2 separate regions of the Rattus norvegicus genome follow, and region 1 is linked to region 2. The links are chromatin contacts, called in public Hi-C maps. All regions are on one chromosome and are shown on one strand. Each heading gives the region's core, a stretch centred on a gene start, on an enhancer-like site or on the middle of the called end of the contact. The rest is flanking DNA. Distances are from core to core; before and after follow the strand shown. Region 1 holds the start of Prkaa2 (protein kinase AMP-activated catalytic subunit alpha 2). Region 2 overlaps Prkaa2 (protein kinase AMP-activated catalytic subunit alpha 2).

Region 1 (3,916 bases), core at 6-2,505, 33 kb after region 2:
TCGCATGTGGTAAGAGCATTCAATAAGCAGTGTTTCTCATTGTACAAATGGGTATTAGATAGACCGAGAGGAGTTAATCCTCGCAGGAATGATGAGTCCCTGCCTTCTATTCAAGTCTTCACTGGAGGTTAAAATGTGAAAAATATGCCTTAGCATAAAATTCCCAGACTGCTTACCCACTATTTATTCAACAAAAAAAGCTAACGTTTCACTTTTAATTCTCAACTCGCTACCAAGTATCTTCTTAACAAGAGCTGGTAATCAAACCAAACCCATGTGACTCTTATTAACTAATAAGAAAACAAAGCAAAGTTTAATACTTAACTAGTAAGTGGAGTTGAAATTTCAAAAGCAACCTGTTTTTTTTTCCCCCCAAAACCCACAATTTGCCATCAAACAAACGCCTTGCCTAAGCAAGTCTGACATCTTGGGGACCCAAATTCCATTACCAAGGAACATTTTTCCCAGACCCTGACCCCAGAAGTCTTCCTAGAACCAATTTACACACACCAATCAACCTGCAGAGCTGGGGTTCCCCTAAAGCCTCTGCCCAACCAGCTGCATTCCAGCGTTTTCACACACCCAGCAGAGGGGACTCGCCACCTCTCAGCTCTAGGCATGCCCCTAGTCAACTCCACCATCAAAGGCCTGGGACAGGGAAGAATCTGGGGAAGCCAGGGGCCTTATCGGCAAGGCCAAAATTGGAGGACATTTTAGACCTCACCCTGAATCTGCCAATTCTCTGTGACCTTGGGCGTGCCGCTGAAGCCTCGGAGCTCGCGTTCTCTCACCTTTAAGGTGAGGACCGCACCCTGGCTACGCCACGTAAAGGATTAAGTGAGACCACAGATGCTGCTCCAGGCAGAGCGCTTGGCACCAGTGGGAGACCCACTCCCAATCCGCGGCGCCGTGACTACCCCATCCTCCCCACGCTTCGGGGCCCTTTGGACTGGGCCAGTCGCCCAATTCTGCAGACAAGTGAGCTGACGGGTAGAGAAAAGACAGGGTGCTCGCAGACACCCCCGCCAAGGCACAGCTCAGACCGTGGGTCCCCCTGACCCACGCCCCGGCTGCCGCGCCAGGTGCCTGTGCCCCGGGCTCGCCTGCGAGCGCTCCACCTGCCACCCGGCCCCGCGCCCGCGCCGCTGCACTCACTCTTCACTTTGCCGAAGGTGCCGACGCCCAGGGTGTCCCCCAGCACGTAGTGTCCGATCTTCACACGCCCGTCGTGCTTCTGCTTCTCAGCCATGTTCGGCGCGCGGCCTCCCCGGGCCGCGGGCTCTAAGCGCCGCCGCCGCTGCCGCCGCCGCCACCGCCTACCCACAGTGCAGCGGGCCCGGGGGGCGGGACGGGGACGCCTGGGGCGCGGTAGGGTGAGCGCGGCTCGGCGTGTGTGGACGCGAGCTGGAGGCGCAGAGCCCGAAGCGTCCTGAGGAAAGCCCACGGCGGTGAAGATGGAAGGGATGAGTCTGAGAGCGACCGAGGTGAAAGGAGAATCTGAAGAGAAGTGGGGGTGAGGGGGTGCAGACCATGAGACGTGCCTCAGGACAGCAGGACCAGGCGGGGAGGGCGGCCCTTCCCTAGCCCCTGGCACGCTCCCCCCAGGCAAGGTTTATTTGACTGGGAACGCTCTAGTCCGTACCCTCCTCAGATAGCGACCCCATTGTTTTAGAACTCACGCTTATTTTGTAGTTCCTTGTCACGTTATTGTTAGGTCGAAACCCTGGACAAACTGCCCAAGGAGACGCCTATCATTAACATATCAAAGATGACGCTGGCTGCCAGGTTCTCTCAGCATCCCTCAGTCCCTAACTGGGATAGGGTCCTCCTGCCTGCCATACCTCGACTCCTACCCCGAACTCTCCAGCCCAGGGACTCCAGCCCCTTCCCTCAGGTCCCCTGGTCCCTAGATTATTCAGCCATTTTGGCTGTGCTAATCTCTCAGCCCAGACCACCCACCCCTCTAGGCCTGGCTCCTCTCTTGCTCCCACTCCCCCTCTCTCCTCACATAGCCCTGCTCAGTCTGCCCATGTTCACCCTGGACTCTCCTAAACGTCCCTGCTTCTGCCTGTACGTTCGTTTATCTACAATAAGCCTTCTTCGTTGTGTTAGTTAAGGTTTTTTTTCATTGTGATAAAACACCATAGCCAAAAAACAAGTTGGGGAGGACAGGTATTATTGTTACACTTCCACAGCACTGTTCATCTCTGAAGGAAGTCAGGATGGGAACTCAAACAGTACATGGAACCTGGAGGCAGTCCCGATGCAGAGGCCATGGGGGGTTAGCACCGGGAGGGTGCTGCTTACTGGCTGGCTCATCAGGGCTGGTACAGCCTGGTTTTCTACAGAACCCAGGACCACCAGCCCAAAGATGGCACTACCTACAATGGGCCATTGATCACTAATTAAGAAAATGTCTTACAGCTTACATCTTATGGAGGCATTTTCTCAATTGAGGTTCCCTCCTTTCAAATAACCCTAGCTTGTGTCAATTTGACAAATGACAAACCAGCATATCCACTGTAGCCAGGAGCAATTATGTCCCTCCTTCTATTTCTTTTCTTCATTCAGTTATATAGACAATCGTGTTATAGGGATAAAAGACACCCTCTCCAGGACTCTCGATTCTAACTAATTTAAACAAAATTTCTCAATAAATCACAAACAGAGCCCTAAGTATATTTCAGCACTTGTGTGTGTGTGTGTGTGTGTGTGTGTGTGTGTGTGTGTGTGTGTGTGTGTGTGTGTGTGTGTGACTGGACAAAGGAGAAATACTAATATAGGAAATAATTCACATGTTCAGGTAAATGCAAAACACAGAAGGGATCAAAGAATTGTGGGAAACAAAAATGATGTAAAAGTGCAAATTAAAGAAATGGATTACTGAGGATGAAAGTAAAAAAATAGTAAAGAGAATCCAAAGCATGACCAGAGTATTAACAGTGGGCAAATAATTTATGATCAAGCAATCTCTTCCTCCCTGCCTCCCCCTCCCCCTTCTCTCCTTGCTTTACTTAATGTTGGTCGATCCTTCCATACCTGAAGATTATTTGCTTCCTGTTACAGGAATATGAAACTTCATACCTCCATTACTTCCATAGCAGTTCCCTGAACACATACAAACACTGTACTGGCTAGTATTGTGTGTCAACTTGACACAGGCTGGAGTTATCACAGAAAAGGAGCCTCCATTGAGGAAATGCCTCCATGAGACCCAGCTGTAAGGCATTTTCTCAACTAGTGATCAAGGGGGAGGACCCAGCCCAGGGTGGGTGGTGCTGTCCCTGGACTGCTAGTCTTGGGTTCTATAAGAGAGCAAGCTGAACAAGCCAGGGGAAGCAAGCCAGTAAGTAACATCCCTCCATGGCCTCTGCATCAGCTCCTGCTTCCTGACCTGCTTGAGTTCCAGTCCTGACTTCCTTTGGTAATGAACAGCAATGTGAATGTGTAAGCTGAATAAACCCTTTCCTCCCCCAACTTGTTTCTTGGTCATGATGTTTGTGCAGGAATAGAGACCCTGACTAAGACAAACACATTTCAAAACATTATAAACACTTGCAATTTTTCCCATGAAAAAAGTAATTTAGAAACACAAAGAAAACTGATTATTTGCTGTTTGGTGATTAAATTACTAAAGGTTAGTCAAACAACTGTGACACTGTGCATGCCGATAGAGTTTCATAGTCACATTCCTCAAACATGAAGTCTCAAGTCACGATGTTTGTACGTAAAGAGTGAACCTAGGAAATGGGCATAACAAAATTTCATCTCCTGAGACCTAGTAAACATACAACTGACTGACTCTCTTTTGTGTGTACGCCATGGCGATCTGATGAGAGGTGATCTCAGCGTATAAATTATAGACATCACAGCTGTCGGACACGGGCTATTTTTGTTCGCTCTTCAGATCACCTTT
Region 2 (4,458 bases), core at 624-3,123:
AGCAGCCAGCAGGAGACAATCATTCCTCTCTGCTCCTGATGTGGAAGTAATGTGTGTGATTAACTATGTGTTCCTGACCCGACTTTCCCTCAGCAATAGACTATAACTGTAATTACAGGCCAAGTAAACTCCCTTCCTCCCTAAATTGCTTGTTGTCAGGGTATTTTATCACAGCAACAGAATTAAACTAAAACAGTGATAAAACGCAATCTATGTTTTCAAGGGCAGAACAAATCTATATCACACACTCCAAATGGGAGCTTCCAGGGCTAGCTTTTTAAAAGCCCAGTCAGAGGCATCTGTTCCTTCTCTACCCTCACTCTGGTACAAGATACTTTTAGTACGGCCATTTCAGGTTTCTCCTCTTATACATAATAGCTAGTAAGCAGCAAAACCCAAAGAGATTTAGCTTACAAGCCATTGGAGTCAATACCAATATGGAGTCAAGTCAGATGTAAGAAGGGCACAATGTCACCAGCACAGCATTAAGGAAGCAAACACAGGACTGTGAGTTTGATGGGGAGGTCAGACTGGGTTACACAGTAGTTCTATCTAGGTCAGCCTAGGTTATAACAGCAAGACTGTATTAAAAAAAAAAAATGAACTGCTTCAGTTTACTGAAAACTACTTGGAGTCAGCTCAAGGAAGAATAGAATCAGCTCACAGGAGGCCAGTGCTTGCTTTTGTGTTGGCATTCTACCAATGCCAACAGTTACTTCTTACATAACACTACGAAGCATGCCATTTAAAAGTTAGAGAGTAAATGGGAAGAGAGGTGCATTATCCTCAACAGGTTGTATTGTATACTAACCCTCCAAACCTTTTACATTCACATTCTAGCACTTAGTACTAAAGGTAGTCTTAAAATCAAATATTGCCATGTGATTCTATGTTTATAATGGAACGAACCTAAAGTATCATATAGCATTGAAGCTTACTGCAAAGCTGGAAGTTTCATGGCAATTGTATCACCCAATGGCACACCAAACCAAGTATTAGCCAACTAGGAACAGTCGGTGGCATATTCTTGATGTTGGCAAGATGGCACTATGTGGGCTCCATCACCAAATATTTTAATTTGCAATAGTGCACTGACAAAAAGTACAACAACAAAAACTAAATATTTCAAAGCCTGTAAATTGTACCAACCATGCATCTTAGGGATTTCACAAGCTGGGCTTGGTGGCACCTCTCTTTAATTCTGTCACTTGGGAGTCAGAGGCAGGAAGAACTCTGTGAGCTTGTGGCTATTCTGGTACACATAATAGGTCCAGGCCAGAGAGGGCTCTCCTGTCCTGGGAGGGGAAATCACAACTTGCTGTTTGTTCTAGCTTCATTTTCTGTTGCTGTGATTGCTGTGATAATACTGACTTAGAGCAACATGGGCAGGAAAGGACTGACTTCATCTTGCAGACTACAGTGCAGCATGAAGACAAGTAAGGGCAGGAACACAAGCAGAGTCAGTAAAGGAACACTGCTTCCTGGATCACTCTCCGAGGCTTTTTCAGTTTGCTTTTTACCTAGAACTGTCTCCCCAGCTTGGCACTGCCCACAGTAGGCTAGTCCCTCTAACGCCAGTCATTAACCAAGAAAATGCCCCACAGACATACCTGTAGGCCAAACTGAGAGGCAATTCCTTAACTGAGGTTCCCTGTTCCCAGAAAACTCCAGTTTGTGTCAAGTTGACAAGAGCTAACCAGAACAGTGTTACTGTTTCTTTGCCTGCATACTTCAAAGGTAAGAGGCTGAAGAGAACAGGCTTGAGTTATAGCTCTGCAGATTAGTAGCCTAACGCAGGAACTAAGGTGTTGGCAAGGTTTCGGTGCCTCTGGAGACGCCCAGAGCAAAGTCCACTTTGCAGATTTGGCTTTGGAGGCTGTCCTGTGTTGTTGCACAGACATTTCCCCATCTCGTAAGCCTCCACTAGCCAGCAGAGTCCTCCCATAACTGCTCGAGATGACCTTTCTGACTCCTCCTTCTCCCCTGTCTTGAGGATCACGGTGTCTACGTAGGCTCTCGAGCCATCCAGAACCATCTCCCCCCTTTCAGCGTAAGATAACAGTCACCTTAGTTTCTCTTTCCAATGTAACAGACAATATTCACGGGTTCTTGAGGTGAGAAGACAGACATTGGAGGGCTCTTATCCTGCTGACTATCATCAAATAAACCAAAGCACTCCACAGGGTTATCAAGGTGCTCCCCATTAACAGATATTCAAAGATTGCTCACTGGGGGTTTTAAAAGAGCTTTGAAGTTGGACTTGAAAAGTGGGGAAGGGGGACTGGAGGGAAAGGAATAGGGTAGATTGGATAAAATGATTTTCATAAAAGATTGATCACTAGCCAGGCAATGGTGGTGCACACCTTTAATCCCAGCACTTAGGAGGCAGAGGCAAGTGGATATCTGAGTTTGAACCCAGCCTGGTACACAGTTCAAGTTCTAGGGAATCTAGGGCTATACAGAGAACCCTTTTTCAAAAATTAAAAGAGAGAGAGAGAAAGAAAGAAAAAGAAAAGATTGTTCACTGACTAATTTTTAGGCTAAATATAATTTATTCTGATTTTAATATACTAGCAAACAAAATCTAAAAGATTAATATCTTTACATTGATCTTAAATAGGCTTTCTTATGCAGCAATCTTATTTGAATCAAGATATACATTAACTCTCTTTCTACGATTTCTAGTACTATATTCACTAACTAATTTGGCATTTATAAAAACCATATTGTTCTTTGTTTACATACTTGAATAACAATATATAAATATAACTGGGTCAAAACCCTGGCTACAAATTAACTTTTCTAGTTGCTTATCCCTGTTGGGTATGCTGTCTTCTTACCAATAAAGTAAGCCTACCTTACAGACTTGTCATGATGAAATTATGGGATTATAAATGTAGAATGCTCGGCACAGTTCTTGGCTACCCTCAGGTACTCCTTGAGTGAATAAAATTAACATTTGTTTTATAAAAACTGCATCCTAGCTTTAAAGTACAATAAAGAAATTTTCTGCATCTAGAATGGTAATCTATTCTCTATAGAACTTTAAACATAACAGAAGATTACTGCATCCTTAATATCTAGATTTTCTATATCTAATTAGTTAAATTATCTTTCAGTTTAACTAACTAGCTTACAGCTCTTTCAGTATTTACCATTTTTAGACCAGTTTTGCTATATATCCCAGGTTGACCTCAAACTCACAACCCTCTTGCCCTGGTCACCAAGTAACATTACAATAATGTACTGTTACACCTGGCCTGATATTACTTTTAAATTAAAAATAGAAAGAGGAAAAAGAAGAAAAGAACCAACATAGAATTACAAATGCTGAGTGATCTCCAGAGTGAATTCTAAAGAATCAACCTCCAAGGCTATACTCATCATGTGACTAGTACCAACTCTGAATCAAGGCTTTAATTTTAAACCAAGAATGTGCACTGAAGAACTGACAGAGGGGTAATGAATTAAAACTGAACATGAACATGGAAACTGATGTTTCCTAAAATTAACTTAAGGTATTTATAGAATTTCGGGTCAACTATTTCAGGACAGTTCTCTTATATTTTCAAGCACAAAAATACTTACAGTTTGATAATATGAGGATGACGAAAGAGTTTAAGATTTTGAATTTCTCGTTTTATTTTTCCAACAACATCTAAACTGCGAATCTTCTGTCTATTTAAGATCTTAACTGCCACTTTATGGCCTGTCAATTGATGTTCTCCAACTGAAGAAAAGAGAAAGAGAAATATTGGCTGTCAGAAGAACAGAATCACTCCTCGTGCACCTTCCCACTGTGCTCTAAGCTTGGACGCACTCCAGCATCACGGGACACACAGGCCTGAAGTCCTCCTCCTTTACCTCAGCCTCTTCCCCTTGAGAAAGCATGCCTTCAACACAGAAGCTGTGCCTCCATCACCTCAGCATCCTCAGCAAAGCCGAGCAATGCTCCTTCCACCTTTGTGCAAAGGATTACTCAATTCTATATTCCATCATAGGAATACTAGGGAACATCTTTTAGACAGAATTCATTATATTTTCCTTATTTCTCATCTTCTATTTAACATCACTGTATTTATTACAGAAGTAATTTTTTAATAAACATAATAAAATAGTTAACTACTATTCAAAATTCAAGTTAACGCAATCTTTGCTACGTCCCACGCCGCTCCCTTGGTTCAGTGCCCAGGCTCATCTCCCTGGGCTGATCCTGCATTAATGGTTCTGCTGAGGAGGCAGTACTCTCAAGGTTACCCTCACTCCCTCCTATGAACTCCTAGGTGCTCTCCTCTCTGCTCTCTACTGACTCTTTAAAGATTAATGTCCGAGGCTTCTCCCCTAGATCCACGGTAGAGACACAAATCATCTCACTCATCACCCAAGGCTCATAGCTAACTAACGATCCTGCTCCCTCTTCATGTTCACATAGAGAATTTCAAGATGGGTGTTCCATAA

What was found. Hi-C and Micro-C count contacts between places; a contact is called where the count stands out from the background.
Region 1: a contact with region 2 is called in a Hi-C map of liver, with 2.4 times the contacts expected there. The contact joins the promoter of Prkaa2 here to the enhancer-like site in region 2. A contact is called at or near these places in 5 of 12 Hi-C or Micro-C datasets (frontal cortex, kidney and liver).

Annotation. Positions count from the first base shown.
Region 1 is chr5:125,107,069-125,110,984 of GRCr8, forward strand. Prkaa2 (protein kinase AMP-activated catalytic subunit alpha 2) reads right to left here and starts at 1,256. Exons shown (of 9, transcript NM_023991.1): 1 at 1,156-1,256. The coding sequence starts at 1,249.
Region 2 is chr5:125,073,003-125,077,460 of GRCr8, forward strand. It overlaps Prkaa2 (protein kinase AMP-activated catalytic subunit alpha 2), which reads right to left. Exons shown (of 9, transcript NM_023991.1): 2 at 3,589-3,730. Among named protein-coding and RNA genes, the nearest start is that of Prkaa2, 33 kb to the right of the region's middle. Within about 2 kb of position 1,874, at least 9 of the 93 cell types and tissues checked have an H3K27ac peak or open chromatin away from gene starts, as enhancers often do. A contact at or near this core is called in kidney and liver, where this site is marked.